Linked DNA regions of Mus musculus: region 2 is linked to region 1. The links are chromatin contacts, called in public HiChIP or PLAC-seq maps. All regions are on one chromosome and are shown on one strand. Each heading gives the region's core, a stretch centred on a gene start, on an enhancer-like site or on the middle of the called end of the contact. The rest is flanking DNA. Distances are from core to core; before and after follow the strand shown. Region 1 overlaps Spidr (scaffolding protein involved in DNA repair). Region 2 overlaps Pkp2 (plakophilin 2).

Region 1 (4,012 bases), core at 594-3,093:
ATTATAACCATCTCTCTCTGTAATGCTGAGAAACCTGAGGCTGCAAGCAATAAACAACTCAATGTCACACGCTCGAGCCAAGATCCAAGCTGGCATTAGAATTGAGGCCACTGAATACACTATTTGAATATTCTTTCCCACTAACCTCTACTGCTTTTTTTTGAATTTACATTAATTCTTGCTTTCATTTTATACTTTTATTTTTATGCTACTTGCTTTTTTCTTTTGTGGTGCTTCTATTTCTCCCACTTTGCTCCCAGAAGCGAGAGGAAGTACCCATGAGAAATACAAGGTGATGCATACACTGGCCATGAAAGCAAAGGGCAGCAGACAGGGGGAGGGAAAACAAAGGGGAACAATGGCTAGGAGAACAAACCAGACATAATGATGGTCGGTCTACAAAAGGAACAGAGCTCACCTGACACTGGCCAAAAAAAAAAAAAAAAAAGGTAAAATCACTACATAATTCTTTAATAAAACTTTCAGATTTTTATCTTGGTTCAAAACTGAGTTGAGACAATTAATATATGAATTAATTAATATATTATATTTACTAACATATGCTTATTACATATTAATATATAATGTACCACTGCAATTTTATTTTTTGAAGGTAGTTAAAAACAAAACAAAGCCCATACTTACACCTTCCATCACTGTTTTGATGTACAATGTGTGAGGTTAGAGCTGAACCTACAACAGAGGTTGAAAATTCCCTGTCCTTATTGGCAGCGCAAAGAAAAATCTAGACATCAAGACATCTCCCTACCTAAGCAGATCAGAAGCTGTGGACCAAATGCTCACTTCACGATTTTTGTAGGTGAACATCTACTGGCCCACAGCACTATCATCTATTTATGTATTCTCTGCCTGCTTTAGATGGTTGTTGGGAATAGAGAAACTGGCATGGCCTGCCAATGTGTTTGCCCATGTTATATTTGAAAAAAAAAAATCAAGATCTTGAGTAGTTTAGCCAGTTCATCTTTACCTCATTAACTATGAACTTCTTCTGTGGGATGGTGATAGTAATTGCAGGGGACTCACTTTACCCTAACATATGAATTACTAAATCATTTATACTGTTCATGAATGGGAAGAAAATGTCAGAAAAGTGAAAATGTCCTTAAACAGCTGAACTGGCTGATTCTCTTTACACATAGAAAGAATGCCAGTCCTTCTATTTTCACAAATTACTCATTAAGCATTTTTCAAAGGCCTAAGCTCTCTTTGTGAATAATGAGACTGATTCACAGAGCAGGCTATTTAAGAAAATTGACTAAAATCTCTAAGCAAGTCTCTCTCTCTCTCTCTCTCTCTCTCTCTCACACACACACACACACACACCCCTAATAAACCTTATTTAAGAGGTTTTTCACTTTGTTAGAAAGAAAAATACATTCTAATGAAAGGTATTAATTTATCCTAAATTAATGATTCATATAAAAAGTTAACATTTGCCTTCAGGCAGTTTACCCAGTAATATGAATGATTCTGTTTAACTTAACTAGAAATAGTTGGTTAAATTATTCTCTATCCCCCAAATATTATACCTAGTTGTGTTTGAAACAATAATGACTTTCTCCATCTAATTTAAAACATCGAAAAGAAAAAAAAAATCCTTGGTAGCTAGGATTTGGCTGGCTTGAATGCACCATCCAAGGATGACTAGTTTAATAGGAAGTGATCTATATTTTGGAGTCTTTTGTTTGTTTTTGCAGTATGGAGTGGGACTGCATCCAGGGAGCATTAACACGGACATTCTCAATCACATCACATGACTGCACAAGTAGCTTTATGTAAACAGCATGAGTGGCTTCATGAGTAATAAAACCTGTTTCCGTCAGAAGCCCTTTGTCATGCGTAAGAGACCTGCACACTAACAGGCAGGCCTGGCTTCTATTAACCAGCTACAGCTGGTTCATTGTTCTAAAAAGAACTAATGAAAACACAAATGCTAACTTCTCAACTTCTTCCACGTCAAGGCTGTACTAAGACAGGCCCTTCCAAAGGCTCTCAGTGAATGATCTGGCTGGATCTGGTTCCCTTAAGTTGTTTACTGAACAGTATGTGCAAGGAATGTGCCAAGGACCAGTGGTCGGGCAGAGTTTAACATAGTCTGCTAATATGAGTACCTTTTTTTTTTTCCTGGAAGATCTTGTTCTGCAACAAACAAGAGACAGAACAATTTCTAAAGCAAGGGGAGAAGACCCTCAGTAATTTGTCCCCCCGCCCTTCCCCTCACCTCTCTTCTTTCTTTGGAGAAAGTCTCATGTATCCTGGGCTGGCTGTACAGCAGAGGATGATCTTGAACGACTGTTCTTTCAGTCTCTGCCTTCTGAATGTTGAGGTTATAGACATGTACCCCAACGCTCATTCTTCCTTATATGTGTATGTTTGTGTACACACAAACACATATGAAATGCACGTGTATATAGGTAAGCAGTTACTCTCCATTCTCATTCTACAGGACTCGCCTTGTATTTTAAGATGGAGTCTATAGCTGGGGCATGGGGCTTTGCTAGCAGGCTAGACTGGCTGACTATGGAACCTCGGGGTTCTTTTTGTCTCCATCTCCCCCCAGTGTTGATAAGACAGGAGCACCTCATCATGCTAGTTTTGAGTGGGTGCTGGGGAATAATCTCAGGTTCTAATGCTTGTACACTTTACCAGCTGAGCTAGCTCCCTAGCTCCCAGGTTCTCTAATTTAAAAAAATAATCAAGTAAGTGTATGGGTAGTTTGCCTGAATCTATGTCTGATCATCATGTGTATGCACATGGTGCCCATATAGGCCAAATGAGGGCGTCAGCTACCATGGAACTGGAGTTATAGACCATTGTGAGAAGCCATGGTAATGGAAATTGAAACTGGGTCCCTTGGAAAAGCAGCAAATACTCTTGTTTTTTTGTTTGTTTGTTTGTTTGTTTGTTTTTTCCGAGACAGGGTTTCTCTGTATAGCCCTGGCTGTCCTGGAACTCACTTTGTAAACCAGGCTGGCCTCGAACTCAGAAATCTGCCTGCCTCTGCCTCCCGAGTGCTGGGATTAAACGCGTGCACTACCACACCCGGCCAGCAAATACTCTTAACCTCTGTGTCATCTCTGCAGCACAGTTAGATTTTTTTGACACAGAGCACAGGCAGCACAGGTTGACCTCAAAATTTTGATCATCCTGCTTCAGCTGCCAGGGTACAGGAGTACACACATGTGTCATAACATGGGAAAGTCATTTCTTGAGCTTACCTACAGAATCATTAAGTCTGAGCTTTCGCAATGCCATAGCTCATATTTTAAATTCTTTTTATGTTTTTTTGTTGCTTTGAGATCGGCACTAGCTATGTAGCCCAGGCTGGCCTTGACCCGTTGATGTTCTCAAGAACTAGGATTGAGAAGTATGCCACCATACCTGACTCTAAATTCTTAAGGAAAACAATTTCTTGTTGACTTATCTTCTAACTTTTTTCTATTTTATCTTATACTAAATACATCTATTGAACAAGGTCAAGATTAAAATGAAGAGAGTATATGAATTATTCCATATCAAAGAGTTAATCTTACCTTTTAATATGTTTGAAATATCAACTTAAAATCTAGGGAGGTGCACTGGCATTTTGAATAGCTGGTGTTATTCAGTGAGCTGCACAAGGTTTTTTCCTCTGTACCCATTGAGGGGATCATGCTTAATGCCTGAGCCATTAACTTGCAGGGCAGACACTGACTTGTTGAGTCATCCCTCCACCCAGGACTCATACCCTAACTTCCATCCTCTGGTTTAATCTTCTACCATGGGGTCTTCTTTTCCGATTTATACCCATCTAGGGCACTGAGAGGCCATAATACTGATGGAGAGACACAGTTAGTGGTTAGAAGTAAGTAGCCTTTGCCTTATTCTGGTTTATTCTTTAACTAGTCATCTGAAGGCCTATGTGGTCATTTCAATAATAATGCCTCTCATAGGCCCATAGGGAATGGCACTATTAGGAGGTGGAGCCTTGTTGGAGAAAGTGTGTCTCAGT
Region 2 (4,012 bases), core at 486-2,985, 270 kb after region 1:
TTTCTTATTCATCAGCTATTTAACACTTATTTGCCTATGCAGACTCTAGGAAGTTTCTGTTTCTTTGGAGATAGGAGGAATATAAGCTTTTCATTTTACCTCCCCCAGATCCTTAAGGCTCAAAGCCTTTTGTGTTGCCCTGTGTCTATACTGCTAATTTCTAGCCCTATGCCAGCATAAGCTTTACACCCTCTCCTGGTTGTCTGCGCTGTGGAATGGACCAGGAAGTAAGGGGAAACAGCTAGCCGAGGAGCCATGCCCTTAAGACCTCTCCTAAATTGAAGGAATTCCTTTCCCTCATTCAGTAGTAAGGGCACTGAGACAGCAGCCTGAGAAGTTCCCTTAATCATTTAGGGACCTCAATACAAGGCACACTAGCATTTTGTAGCTTGAATGCAAAACAGAAATTTTGACATAGTGGATGTGAAATAGAGTTAAAGATTTTAATTTTAAAAATAGTTTAATATTAGCCTGAGAATTAAGGTTAAGAAAGAAAGCAAGGTGCTCACATGGAAGTAACACCTTAGAGCGCAGAGATGGGAAGTGAGATACACCTAAGTGTGGGTACAGGCCCTTCAAGGGAAAGTCGTGGTGGTTTTATAGCATTAGCCACCTGTGCCATCCTAGTGGCTCTCTGAAGGCATAATCTCACAAAGTTGCAGAGGGACCCCCCCCCCCCATAACTAAATGATATAAGTGGCTCTGGAGATTCTTTTGACAGAATTACGATCTGATAATGTAAAGCCGGAAGCCAGCAGGGCTGCACATGGCGTTTAATACATGGACGTGGTGTCTGTCTCCCACCAATGGAGTTTCTGCTGAGATTTCCAGGGAACTGTAAGATGATAGCTGAGAAGAGAGAGTCTTTCATTGAACTGCTAGTTGTACTGGTTTCTTCCTTCCTCAGTGGCAAGAGGCTTTAATGAATTCCCGAGTCAGAAACCCCTCTCCCTTTCCAGGCCTCATGAATTCTAGAATCAGGACTTTCTGGCTAACCATGCTTTCAGTGCCTTCAATACGACAGGTACAAGCCTGTGTGTGGGTGCCTCTCTAAGACAACCAGACAAAAAGGCTTGATTGGCATCAGGAAATAGGGACACATGTGCAAGCATAATCCAAATGGATTCAAACTGTTTAGCTTTCTGGTAACAACAGTCTTCATTCTCCCTCCAAGTAATTTGTGAATAATTATTACTCTCTTGAAATGTAAACATTTAGACACTTTGTTAGAAAGAGTTCCATCATAGTGAGGGGACTGTGTTCTGCTGTTCTCAGCAGCTCTATTGAGGCTCTTAGGATTGTTGAGTGTCTTTCTTCCTCACATGTGTAAGAGAAACACTGCCGGACAAAAATAAGAAAATAGAAAAAGACATTATCTAGGCTTTAGAAGTCTTTTTTCCATTTAAGAGATTAGAAATCAGATGCGGGGAGAAGGCTAAAGAGACAGGAGAGGGCCAGCCCTGCCTTCCAGCCCACATTCCTCAGAGATGAGTAATCAAGTGGATGAGAGCATGCTTCACTGAGCAAGGCCTGGCTTTCCCCTGAAGTGTTTGTGAAATAGTCAGCTGGGTCCTGACTTCACAGGCACAGTCATCATAGAAGAGCCGTTAATTTCTTAGCTACAAACTCACAATGCCAACACCGTAGCCTTGCTTTAGATTGCTCGGTGTCTGTGACTACACTGGCCCCACCCTCTGGTTTACACAAGCTCCCTTATCTAGTAGCGTTTGAATGTTTTCATTCCCTTGGACTTCTGAACAGCAAAAAATTCCAGAGCTCCTACCCTGGGAACACAACCTACCTCTGACCTGAATCAGAACTTCCTGGGACTGAACCAAGCCAGTGAGCCCCAGCACTGGTCAGCTCAGCGGCAGCATTGGGCTTTCCTAAAGGCTTCTCGCCATTGCTGGTTTTGTACTTTCCATTGTTTTCTTGTTTTGTTTGGTTTGGGGTTTTGTTTTCTTTTTGGTTTGGTTGGTTTTTGTAACTCGCTTGATTTCATTCAGGCTACCTGCAACTCAGAAAGAGAGATTACTGGCATACACTACTGGCACTTGGAAACACCCAGTAAATGTTTTGATAACCTCTGATCATTTGTCTTTTCTAAATGACAGCTTTCAACCAGCATTTCCAAACACTTAGATATAAACTTCAGTGTTTGTCATGCATCTGATCAGTGTAGATTGGCACGTTTGTATTCTAAATTACTTTAATGTTTTCTTAATTTCAGGGAACCTTCACCGAACCAGCAGTGTCCCTGAGTATGTCTACAAGCTACACGTGGTTGAGAATGACTTTGTTGGACGGCAGTCACCTGTCACTAGGGACTATGACATGCTTAAGGTGGGACATCAGAGAACATAATCCGTGACCAGATTATCAGGAAAACAATTTCAGACTTTTCGAGAAGGGAGTAATCTGTCTCAAGTGGTCTCCTTTCCCAGTTTTTAAGAATATTTGTGTAAACAATATGGAAAACTGGGACTTTAAAAGTTTGAACAATATTAAATTCTAATACAAATAACTATGACTCAGGGTAACACAAGGGTACTGACTTCCATTTTATTCAAAGAAATGGACATGTTAGATTGTAATCCCAAAGTCGGTCAGGTCAATATGCTTCATTTAAATTTCATTTCTCTCATACAGGCTGGAATGACTGCCACTTATGGAAGTCGCTGGGGGAGAGCAGCAGCACAGTACAGTTCCCAGAAGTCAGTGGAGGAGAGATCCTGGAGGCAGCCTCTGAGGAGACTTGAGATTTCCCCAGATAGCAGCCCGGAGAGAGCCCACTATGGGCACAGCGAATACCAGTATGCCTGGCGGAGCCACGTGGTGCCTGGTGGGCGCCTCACCCTGCCACGCTATGCTCGCTCAGAGATCCTGGGCCTACGCCAGGCTGGCACAGCCCGCAGGCCACCTGGGTGCGGGTCATTCAGCGATGCTGTCTTCGACAATGGCCCACTCAAGCCCACAATGCCCACCCACCCTCCTGGCACCAGCCACAGTGCGGGCAGCTTGTTGGAAGAGACCACTGTGCGCGTGAGCCAGGCTCGGCTTCAAAGCACGCAGAGCAGAACCGCCCGCTCCTCCTGGCCCAGGAGCTCAGTCCGCAGTAGCCTGCGGGAGCCAGGAAGAATGCTGACCACCGCAGGCCAGGCTGCCGTGGGCAGCGGGGATGCACATGGGGACAGGAGTGTCTTCGCTGACGCCCAGCTGGGGTGAGCCTCCAAACCTGCCTTACAGTTTTATACTGTGTATGCATTAACTTAACTTTTGCCCCAGTCTTCTAGCTTTTTGCTAATGTCTGACTCATCCTTGTATTCTCAGTACCATAGGAAGGAGGCAGGTTCACAAAAGACGCTATAAAAATGTATCCTGAAAGAGGAATGTAGGAGTGAAAGACCAAGATGAAATAATGACTTTTTGCTATCTGGATCCTTTTGTTACTTAAATTCTACAATCACTAGCCATACTTGTGTCAGAATATTATTTTAATGGACAGTGTAATTGTAATAGAATATTTAATCATGTTTCAAAGACTAATCTCTTCTGGAGATTCACAAATCCTAGAGACTAGGAGTTAACTCTTATTTCTGAAGGGAAAGTTTTGCTTCCTCTGGGAAAGAGAGGCAAATAGGCATCACTTTACAGAGGAAACAAACAATAGCAGTGGCCTTCCCAGTGGAGTCCTGCACAACTCGGAGCCTTGGCTGCTGCCACACACCTGTACACTGCATCCTTTGTCCTTATCCTGCTGTTTCACACTTCCCTGTGGCCAGACCCCATTTCCAGACTCTACCTTTTTATGCCCTCTGAGTATATCTTCATATGTGTGGGTCTTTCCTATGGAATATCTAAACACAACTGTCAACTTAGACTGTGATGCAAAGTACTAAGCCATGGGTTTAGTTTCCCAGAACATTGGAATGTATCAGTCAGTCAGTGACTGATGCAGTTGGAAACTGTCTTGAGGGTAGAGGAGACACTTAGCACTTGTCCAAAGCAGACT

Evidence for each region. HiChIP or PLAC-seq counts read pairs in DNA pulled down with a chosen protein or histone mark.
Region 2: a contact with region 1 is called in a CTCF HiChIP or PLAC-seq map of the NIH/3T3 cell line, with 7 read pairs. The contact joins two enhancer-like sites. A contact is called at or near these places in 1 of 39 promoter capture datasets (hippocampal neurons), 1 of 15 datasets of contacts at CTCF or cohesin (the NIH/3T3 cell line) and 2 of 115 datasets of contacts at active chromatin or transcription factors (embryonic stem cells and pancreatic cancer cells).

Annotation. Positions count from the first base shown.
Region 1 is chr16:15,956,913-15,960,924 of GRCm38.p6, forward strand. The region is part of intron 10 of Spidr (scaffolding protein involved in DNA repair); the gene reads right to left. Among named protein-coding and RNA genes, the nearest start is that of Cebpd, 72 kb to the left of the region's middle. Within about 2 kb of position 1,844, at least 100 of the 459 cell types and tissues checked have an H3K27ac peak or open chromatin away from gene starts, as enhancers often do. A contact at or near this core is called in the NIH/3T3 cell line, embryonic stem cells and pancreatic cancer cells, where this site is marked.
Region 2 is chr16:16,223,071-16,227,082 of GRCm38.p6, forward strand. Pkp2 (plakophilin 2) reads left to right here. Exons shown (of 13, transcript NM_026163.2): 2 at 2,231-2,343; 3 at 2,650-3,221. Among named protein-coding and RNA genes, the nearest start is that of Pkp2, 12 kb to the left of the region's middle. Within about 2 kb of position 1,736, at least 176 of the 459 cell types and tissues checked have an H3K27ac peak or open chromatin away from gene starts, as enhancers often do. A contact at or near this core is called in the NIH/3T3 cell line, embryonic stem cells and pancreatic cancer cells, where this site is marked.